Regions from separate parts of the Ovis aries genome. Here region 1 is linked to region 2. The links are chromatin contacts, called in public Hi-C maps. All regions are on one chromosome and are shown on one strand. Each heading gives the region's core, a stretch centred on a gene start, on an enhancer-like site or on the middle of the called end of the contact. The rest is flanking DNA. Distances are from core to core; before and after follow the strand shown.

The links. A called contact is a pair of places that touch in the nucleus more often than the background predicts.
Region 1: a Hi-C map of skin fibroblasts shows a contact between it and region 2, with 2.0 times the contacts expected there. The contact joins the promoter of CNOT2 here to the promoter of KCNMB4 in region 2. A contact is called at or near these places in 2 of 16 Hi-C or Micro-C datasets (blood and skin fibroblasts).

What each region holds. Positions count from the first base shown.
Region 1 is chr3:149,555,430-149,560,893 of ARS-UI_Ramb_v3.0, reverse strand. CNOT2 (CCR4-NOT transcription complex subunit 2) reads left to right here and starts at 1,784. Exons shown (of 17, transcript XM_042246920.1): 1 at 1,784-1,831.
Region 2 is chr3:149,416,737-149,421,920 of ARS-UI_Ramb_v3.0, reverse strand. KCNMB4 (potassium calcium-activated channel subfamily M regulatory beta subunit 4) reads left to right here and starts at 2,529. Exons shown (of 4, transcript XM_042246913.2): 1 at 2,529-2,899. The coding sequence starts at 2,564.

The DNA.
Region 1 (5,464 bases), core at 535-3,034, 140 kb before region 2:
CCCAGGGACAGAGAAGCCTGTCCGTGGGATCACAAAAGGGTCAGATATGACTTGGCAACTAGACAACATTTGCTATATAAATCAAACTGATATTTGATGTTACCATACACATATCCATCCAACTTTTCTCATTTTATCTTACAATTCCAAATATCAGTTAGACTTTCAATTTATTAATAGCTAAATTAAAAAGCTCAGTAATACACAGATATATGTATTAATATGTACTTAAAGGTATTTAATCTTTTAACACACCATCTTACAAAGTTGAAGAGAAAGATGAAGAGGCAGGAAGGAACTGTTGGGGGAAAGGGAGGAAAAAGGGAGGGAAGGACATAAGAAGATTTGCTCCTTCTTGAATTTTCCCAAAGTAAAAAAGAACACAATGAAGCAGAATGTTTAATAAAACGAACAACCAGGCAAACATTTTCTACTGGCTACATCAGCATCACCTAAGAGTTTAAATAAATTCACACAGGATCTACTAATTCATGGAAATACTTGGTAACTTATGAACATAGAAGTCATCTATAATTTAACAGTACGCTTATTTTTCCTGCTATTTTTGACTGACAGATGTCCTTTTCCCTTCAGTTATAAATTTGAAATTGGATTACAGTCAGTTTTTGGAAGGATGATTTTATAAAAGAAACAAAACAAGGGAAGTAGAAACTTTATTTACCCCAAATAAAGTGTACTTTACATTAGTAAATTCTATAACTCAACTAGAAAGGAAGTAACAATTTTCACTTTATGAAACTATACGATTCCTAATACAGATGCAAATGCTCTTTTTCAGGCCCAAAAATATCAAGCAAGAGGGAAGAGTTGAGCAATATACAAACGAATAGAGAGAGAGTTATTATTTCAAAGAAAACTAATTTTACTTTGAGCAACAATTATTTTTCTGGGAAGCAGAGACTCTGCTGAAGTTTCCAAAAAAGCCATCGTAATTTCAGATGGTCTCGCTGATAGCCCAGGCAGTCACTCCAGCTTACGTGGGCATTGGGGAGTGAGAATGAGAAAATGCTATTAGTCTGACTCAGGAAAGCTCAACCAACAGAGTTTCAAAAACCTGCCCCCTCCCTCAATACGCTCCCTCCCAAAAAGTTAAAATAATAATAAAATAGGAAGCGTGACGAGTTAAAATACCAACGGTTTCGGCTGACGATCACTCACTTCTCAGAAAGTGATGGTGACGTGCTGCTGGTCCCTGGAAGTGCGCGCACAAGCACCGGAGGGTTCGGGGTCTGAAGGAAGAAAACTGGACAGCGATCAGATGCGTTTCAGGGAGCAGAGGGAGGGAGGGCCGGTACTAGGCAGACGACGGGGGTAGAGGGGTGGGGGATGAAGTGCTGAACACAAACACAAACACGTTCCGAGTCCCCGGGAAGGGCGGACCGACGCCACCTCACCATTCCCCGCCCCTGGACCCCGCGATCCTTCCCGGACCTAGGGCCCGTGGCCCGCGCGAAGCAACCTGGACCCAGGGGAGCCTAGCGGCAGCAGAGTTCCTACTCGCTGTAACGACTGCGGAGTAGCTACGAGCCTCCCGGTGAGTCGGTGAGAGAGAAGGTGGGGGCCGCGAGGAGGAAAGCGAGGTACTGAAGGGCCCCTCCGAGTACCCTCTCCAACGCGTGAGAAACAGACTACCCAACCCCAACTCTGTCCGGTCCACAGTCGCCGCTCCCCTCTTCCGCCGCCGCCGCCTGGAGGGAAGTCGGAACGGCGGGGGTCACGGCGGGGGTCAGAGGGTAAAGGTCTTGCTCCCAGCAGCCTCCGCGGTGGATACGTCGCCATCTTGGATCCGCGGGACAAGAAAATTCATGCGGTGAGTTTTTGGCAAATTTTCGGAAGTCTGGCAGCGGGGCGCGCGGCGGGAGCGGCGGATTCGGGGCCCTCGCAAGGCGGGGGAATGCCTCGGGGCCGGGCCGGTCGCGCCCGGGGTCCGCGGGCAGCGTCCCGGCCCGCCGCTTCCCGTTGCTTTTGTCTCGGCTCCAATCGAGAGAGGGAGAGCGGAGCGGGCGGGGAAGGGGGGGTGGTGGCGGTGGAGGGAGGGAGGGGGTGTGTATAGGGAGGGTGGTGGACGGGACGTAAAGCGTCGCTGTAGTCGGGTAGCTGCAGCGGCAGTTCTGGATCCTAGGCCCTGTCCCTTCGGCTGGCGCTGGGGCTTCCCCCAGACTCCTCTCCCCCGGGCTCCCGCCAGCACGGAGAAGCCTCCGCCGCGCTGCTTCTTGGGGAAGAAGAGAAGGCGACAGCGGCGGTGGCCAAGGACCCCGGGCCCGCTTTAGACGGCGCTGCCGCCTTCCCAGCAGTTGCCCCGGTCTTTGGCATTTCACATTCTCAATACACGTACATCATCTGCAACTTGTCTGTTTCTGTGTATGTATATGTGAAAGATGGGGGATCCTGGACTGGCTAACGGGTCTCAGGAGCTGCCAGGCCCTGGGGTACCGAAGGCTGTGTATGGTGGAAGGAGGAGTGCAACTGTGATGCTTCCTCTGCTTCCGCACCCGGAGGGTGAAGCTTCCGTAGTCTGGTAGTGACTGAGTCCGGAGAGTCCTGGGGCGGCGGAGGAACCCGAAACGCCTCGGTCTGTGAAGTTGCGAGCCCTAGGTTTCTACTTCCGCCGGGGCCTCTCCACCTTTTGCTGTCTTGAGTCTAACTGAAAAGTTCACGGAAGAAGTGAGTAGGGTTAAAACTTAGTTCAGGCTCTTGTCCGTTTAGGAGAAAAAGCCTCTAACTCTTGGTAACTGTGGTCCTTAGCGAATATGAGGTTTTTTGTTTTTGTTTTTAATGAGAACATTTCCAAGGTCTTAAGTTTGCATTTCTTTCAGGCCCTGTGGGTACGATATTACAACCATAAAAGTCTTACATACGGGTGCCACCCTCTTGAGAGGAACCTAAGCATCAACTCTCTTAGAATCTGAGCAGATGCCTTCAGTTTTTAACATCCAGAAGACGGAATGCAATACATTTTGTTTCATAAAACTCTTGGTCAGAGAATTCTATTCCTTTCTTAATCTTCTAGTCGTTTTCTAATAATTAAATACATTGATAGCAACCCTTGGATTCTTGGTGAAATGGTAGGAAGCACCTAGTTAGAATCTGTCACGAGGGAGGCCTTGCTTGAATTTAGAGTTCAAAGCTGAACAAATTTTCTGTCATGCTTGATATTAGGAATTTCTAGACCTCTGGAATCGTTAAGTGCAGCTTTATTTGCCCCTTAAAACAACTTAAGTGGAAGTAATAAATACGGAGGCAGGGGATAGAAATTTGAAAATATTTGTTTACATACTGGGTTTATGTTGTTTGTAAATACTTAGTATATTTGACAAGTTCTCAAACGTGTTACCAGTGAACACGTCTCTCTTGCAACTTTGGAAGATAACTTTGTCCTAGGTGTAAGGAGTTGGTTAAGAATCGCAGTGGTCTGAAATGACTAAATGGCTACATTCAGACAGTTTGATGTGTACATTCAGATCTCTTTTCCTGAAATACTCCTTAGTAGATCAAGATCTTTAGTTAACTTTGTCGTGTTGAACATCTCTTCAGTTTGTAGTTCTTGTGTAATATTAAACCTAAAGGAAAAATACAAGATACATGTAAAAAGAAGAGAACTTGTGTTCCACTTGTTTCTTGACCTTTTAAGATCCTCATTTAATTTTAAAAAGGTTCTTTTCTCTCATTTTTTCCCCTGCTTGAGGGCTTGAAGTCCAGTGACTTCTGTGATTACTTTGTATTTTAGATAGAAATTGAGAAACTCACATTTTGGCATCTTGATTAATGCTGCAACAATAAAAATACTGTGAGCATCGTTTTTTGGCAGAACCCTTTTATTATAAGTATACTGTATAAAGATATCTGTAACCTAATCTGATACTCTTGGGGAATTAGAATTGCTTATATATTTAACCAACCAACAGATACAGCCTTTTAAAGATTTTTAGTTTCTGAAATACTTTAGTTTTAAAGTAAATTTTTGTGGCAGAAAAATGAGAGCATAATGCATGAGTGATTCATGTTCCCTTCCATTTCGAATTACTTGATCTTGAAGATAAAATAAACTTCAGAATGATATTCCTCCCCGAGACCTAGTTACTTATGTTTTTACTTAATAACTTTAGATGTTTAATTTACTCTTTGATTTCTCAGAGATACTTCACAGTTAGTTATAATCTGAAAATTCTTTGTTCAAAAGTAATTACTTAGATTTATGAGTAGATTTTATTAGAAGTGCTTCTAACCCAGTTGTTTTGGTTTTTAATCTTTTCAGTAGATACTGGTATTAAAAGTATTTGTATTTTGAAAGACCTTTGCAAAGTCTTTTGCAACCTCTGGGAAATGATAGGTTTACCTTTTCATTCACAAATATGCTTCATAAGATTTTCTAATAATGTGCGAAAAGAAAAAGTATGCTTCATGTTTACATATGAAATAATACTAGACGTTACTAGATTGATAAAAATAAGTCAACTTTTTTTTTTTTTTTGGCTTGTTAAAAGCAGTGTTAAACAGTATTTTTTAATTGTCTTAACATTTTTAACTGTAGAAAGTTCATTCTGTTATAATTACATATTTAAAAGCAAACTGTCCATGTACTTGCTTATTAGGCATGAGAACAACTTATGCAAATAGTGATACAATGTTAGGAAAAGATACTACTAAGATTTTATTTGTTACTTAGACATCTAGTAGATGTTGTGACACAAAGAAGCAAAAGAAGCCAAGGTTCCAGGTAGGGCCTCTTTAGAGGCAGAGTTAAACTGAGTTGCACTGTAATGTTGGAATAGAATCACACACACTACTGATATCATAGTATTGATAACAAAGGAATCATTTTGGTTGATGATAGGTGTGATTGTTCTTCCTTTACTATGGATGATTTCTACCCCAAATGCTTAAAGGAGTAGAATTTCCTTGTAAATTTTACTAGATTTTTTTGAAATATCTATACTTAAAATTGATGTCTGTTTAGAAAGTCTACTTTTGAAAACAAATAGAACAGACTAATGAGTTGTAAAAGTTATTATATATTATATATAAAATTATTATATAATTTTTACCTTGGTTTTTTTCATTGGACTATATATATATTTTTTCCTTTGCTTTTGCTTTTCTGTTTGACATCCTTTTTTAAACTCTTAAAACTCCTCTTGTGACAAGTCTGATATGGCTCATGCTGATATGGTTTGTTTGTTTATTTACTTTGTCTGTACTATTAGAAATGACCTGGAATTCCTAGTGGTTTATTTTTTCTCTTAGTTCTCTGAAATACAGATGATAATCTCTTGATATTATTGCTTGGGGGTATGCTATACTGTGAATTAATAAAATGTTTTATAGTGTGTTTTGGTAAGACCTCATAGCTTATATAATCATGAGATGCAAAATAAATTAAAAAAAAATTTTTTTCTGGATACACTTTAATGGTTTGTATATATTTAGACTGGGGAATTTAAGT
Region 2 (5,184 bases), core at 1,280-3,779:
TAAATGCAGAACTTGAAAAAAATGGATTTAAAAGCCTTTAAGAATTTAAGACAATATTTTCTGTTGTTTGTTCTCTAGATTTGCTTGGAAGACCATCTTGCCTCAGTTTTGAGGCAAAGGTTACATTCACACAACTCTCTGAGCTTTAGAATCATTGAAAAGTGAATCATATTCATTAAATTATTTTTAGACAACCCCATCCCTGTGTTTTATGAACAGCTATAGAAATTAATTCTGCCTCAAGGTTAAGTTGCTCACCATATCAGAGCTATGAGATCCAAAAAATCTAATCTGTTCACCACTGCCTCAAGAAGGCTTTAGCCTTCATGAAAAGGAAAATAATTATAACCTACTGTAGGAAAGAGATTCACACTGAAAATCTGTAATCTTAGGTTAATATGCTTCAACTAATAAACTCACTTTTTCTTTTAGGTAGTGTGTGTAATCACTAACAATTGTCTTTATGCCAACAGAAAGGGAAGAAAATAATAAAATAGTCTCGCAAAACTTGAAAGGTATTAAAGGACAAAGAGTCTTCCTGACTTGGAAAATTTCCAAACCCTGCATCTTCTTAATTTATTCAGAAAAACACTTGGGGTCTTCCTGTAATTAAATTTGCTTTTACCCCTTGCTTGGAAATACCACGTAAAGGAGTGCTTCAAAGTAACAGATCAGGACCTCAGTAGAAAAGTACTATACCAGTAAACTAACATTTGAAATCCAAGAAAGAGAAGTCAAGAATTTGGTGTTTCCATATTCATCAGGAACAGAATATGAATATATGACTGAATTTAATTAAGAATATATTCATTTGGGACTTGCAAGTCAAGAAAAAGACATGTTTATATATTTTGCCAAGTGAATACTCTGATGCTTCAAAATGTAGGTCGAAATAGTTCTCCAAGTTTGATATTTTGATAGCAGTGTGATTTTAAAAAGATAATCTTCTTTTTAAAAGTCAAGAAAAGAGCAGAGACTGAGGTATGCACAGGCGAGGTGGGGAGGTGGCATGGAGGGAGCAGCAGAAAGAATTAGGAGAGCAGGGCGCAGCTCTAGAAACGGTACCTGTCCCAGAGTGGGTCGGCAGCCGCTGTCGCTTCGTACAGCGCTCCTGGAAAGCTCATCTACAAATTTCGAGATGGGCCAACGGTGGCAAGACTCCTGAGGATGGAGCCAGGACAGAGAGGATTCTGCTCTCGGTTTGGAGCGAGAAGACGGCCCTTATGGGGAACATGGTGTCTCCTTCCAGGGCTGTAAGCCTCTGCACTCGCTCCCTTGGGTCCCTACTCAGTCAGCCCCAGCCTTGGGCACATAGAGTTGGGGTCGGCCCGGCTGCCCGAAGACCTGCATTGCAGCGTGGTCCACCCAGGACCCAGGAAGCGAGTTTCCTGGGTCGGGGAGGGAGGATCGCAGGCTCCTGCCCCCACGCGCGTTGCCTCCACCGCAAACTCCGTCTGACTCAGCCTGTTTCACTTCTGACCTGCTGCCCTCCAGGACCGGCTGGGGTCGGCGAGGTGGGCGGTGTCGCGGGTGGGGGTGATCGTGGGATGCTCCTGGGCAGTTGGGAGCGCCGGGACCCCGAGGCCGGACGGTTACCGCGCTCGCCCGAGGGAAGGGGGGCGGCGGCAGGTCACGCCTCCAGCGCTGCGGCGCACGCGCCCGCCCCAAGCATGCGAACCGGCGGCCCGGGTCTCTCTGGGGCACACGCACGGGCGCACACCGCTCGGTCCGGGGGCTTCCATCCCTGTCCGCCTGGTGCCGGCGAACAGTCTCCCCGAGAGCGCACGCCTCCCGGCCGCTGGCTCGCCGCTGGCTGACCAGTCCCCCTTTGGAGTTCAAAATTCCCGCCGCTCCACTTGCACGACACCGTCTCCCTCGTTTGTTTTTTGTTTTGTTTTTTAAACTTTCACTTCATTAAGTTATATTGATCCTAACCTCTTATCGCTGATGTCCCTCCCAGGGGAATGTAACGAGAATCCCGGGCGCCAGCGCTGCGATCCCCAGCGCCTGCCCGCCCCTCGCCCACGGGAAACGCCCCGGGGCGGGGCGGGAGGACCCGGGTCGGCGGCGGGTGGGGCCCGGCGGAGCTGCCTCCCGCGCAGGGGAGCCCCGGGGCTCGCCTCAGCCCTGCAGCTTCTGCCCTCCGGGCACCTGCCAGGCGAGTCCGCGGAGCGGCGGCCGGCGGGCGATGGAGACTGGGAGCCACCGGGCGAGAGGAGGCGGGGTGGGGGAGGCGGGGAAAGCGCGGGGGCGGAGGCTGGCAGGGGGCGCCGGAGGCAGGAGCCGCCCGTGCACTCCTCGCGCCCGAGGGTGCAGGAGGCTCTGAAACCTCGGCCGCGCTGCGAGCCTCTAGGGCTCGGGCGGCGGCGGGGAGGTGGAAGGGGGGCGCTGCCGCCGCCGGGGGGCGTCGCCGGCCTCGGCCCCTTTGTTCTCGCGCGCTCCCCCTGGCCGCCCACTCCCCTGCTGTCGTGCGGCGGCGGCTCCTCCCGCCGAGGCAGTCGGGCTCGGCGCCGGGGGCGGGAGGGGGCGGGGGGAGCGCGCCCGCCGCCTGGAGTGGGGGGCGATGGCGAAGCTCCGGGTGGCTTACGAGTACACGGAAGCCGAGGACAAGAGCATCCGGCTCGGCTTGTTTCTCATCATCTCCGGCGTCGTGTCGCTCTTTATCTTCGGCTTCTGCTGGCTCAGTCCCGCGCTGCAGGATCTGCAAGCCACGGCAGCCAACTGCACGGTGCTGTCGGTGCAGCAGATCGGAGAGGTGTTCGAGTGCACCTTCACCTGTGGCGCCGACTGCAGGGGCACCTCGCAGTACCCCTGCGTCCAGGTCTACGTGAACAACTCCGAGTCCAACTCCAGGGCGCTGCTGCACAGCGACGAGCACCAGCTCCTGACCAACCCCAAGGTAAGGACGCCCCAGGAGGATTGCCTCGCTCCTACGGAGATGCTGGGGTTTGGGGGAGGATCAGTGTTAAACCCTGCGCGGGGTGGCCCGGAGTATGCAGACGTTACCAGGAGGCGACAAGGCGTCGCGGACTATGCTTAAACCGGGTGTAAGTACACAGCGGAGCCCGGGGCCCCCCGGTCCTTCAGGAGGGTTTGTGTGCAGCGACCTGTGATACCCGGAGGCTTTCTTTACACACCTGTCTTGCCTGGTCTCAGATTCTGAGGCCTTGGCCCAGCTTCGGTTCGGGCCCTACCGGACGGGCTTTGCAGAGATGCGAGGAGCCGAAAGTTAACTTTTCCTCAGATTAAATCCAGTGCGTAGCGGGGATACCACCAACTCCGGCGCATGGTCAAGGTCCGAGCTCCCATTGGCCGCGTCCAGAACTCGCATTTGGAGGTTGCAGGGGGTTCTTTAGCCCTTTGAGAGGTGTTAGAGGTTTCCTTACCTTTTCACTCTAGACAGATGTTTTTAACTTGGGGTACAAAGATGAACTTTCGTGGGTGGACAAACGACGTGGAATCAAATGCGAAATTCTGTGGAGATCCATCTTGGGCGGGTACTGTGGACTCCTAATTGTCACGAAATAGATTCTCAGAAGCGTCTAGAGGAAGCCTAGGTTCTCCGTGTGTCTAAGAACAATTGGGAGCCATCTGGGGAACGGTAAAACTTTCTGAAAATAGAAAAGCCTCCGTGAAATGTACCGAATATGCCTGCCTTGGCAACTTTTTCCGTTCTCGCAAGCAAAAAAGAAAAAAAAAACCTGGTTAGGACTCGAGGGATGGAAAGCAGAGAAAGGGAGACTCAGAAGACCGTTCCCAGTGGAGAAAAAACTTATAAAAAGCAGTGTCCTCAGTCTGTGAACTAGTTGAGCTTTGTAGTACACCTGCTTTTGCAAGAAGGCTTTTCTTTCTTTTGTTTTTTTCTTCTCTTGGCCTTTTTTCACTCTTCTGATTACTTAACTATCAAAGAAAAGGTATGTATCTTCTTTAAAGTTACTGACATCTTCCCAGTTTGTTAGAGCAGTGCTTGAAGATCAAGAAAACTGTCCAAAAGGGAATGAGTCTTGTGTACACAGGAAAACTTTCCTTGCATGTGACAGGATATAATTAGAACAATCCGAAAGAAGAATCCTATATCAATATTTTTAAAGTATTTAAAAATAAGCTTATCATTTCTCTGCAGCAAAACTCCCGTTCTTGTCTCCTAAATAGTTAATTCTTGAATTTGGGACATTTTTAAAAGAGAATTCCTTTAAAAAAAAAAAAGAAAAGAAAGAATGACTTCTCTTAAAAAAAAAGTGCTCTTGCTGACAAAGGAAGAGTATCTTAAAAATGAAGATAATAAATGAGTAGTAAGTATAGAAATACAGAATTTAGAGTATAAACTTCAAAGTCTCAAAGAAGCAATCAGATCTCAAAGACAGATGTTTTAAGTTAGGCAGCTCAGTGCTCAGTAATTTCAAAACAAATTGCAAGGCTTTAGGAATGTCACTTTTTTTTTTTTTCAAGATTAAGCCATTAATATAAAAGAAAGGTGTAGAGCAGTAGTAGTGATTTAGAAATTATATGGTAGTTTAACATTTAGAAGGTATTATATTTGGTGAAACATTGCGATTAGTTTAAGATTGTGGCTCAGGCACTAATAAATTATATACACATATTCCACTAAGTAGCTAATACCTAATCAAGACTTCAAGAAGATAGAATTTACTATACAAAGAATGCTTCACAGTTTCCAGGTAATTTTGTAGAATTTGACTGAAAAAGTAAATTTGAATCATTAGGACATAGATTATTAGGACATAGGTTGCCCACTCCAGTGTTCTTGCTTGGAGAATCCCAGGGACGGGGGAGCCTGGTGGGCTGCCGTCTATGGGGTCGCACAGAGTCGGACACGACTGAAGTGACTTAGCAGTAGCAGTAGCAGTAGCAGTAGCAGCAGCAGGACATAGATTTCTAAATCACTTGGAAAGAGTGGTAATGGCTTATATGAAATCCTAAGATTTGATCTCTTTTTGTTGCAAATAAGCAGTTTCCTTCCTGTGCCAGTTTGGATCCTGGCAATGATTACTTTGAAGAAATATCTGAACAAAATAAGATTTTTTTTAAAGTAAAGCATTAAAGAAATGACAGAACTGGAGAAAGATACATTAATGTTACAGAAAATGATCCCATTCGATTTAGTCAAGTTTTCCTCAGCCAAAGCAGTATATGTCTCTTTATCCAAATTATGATTGCATTGGA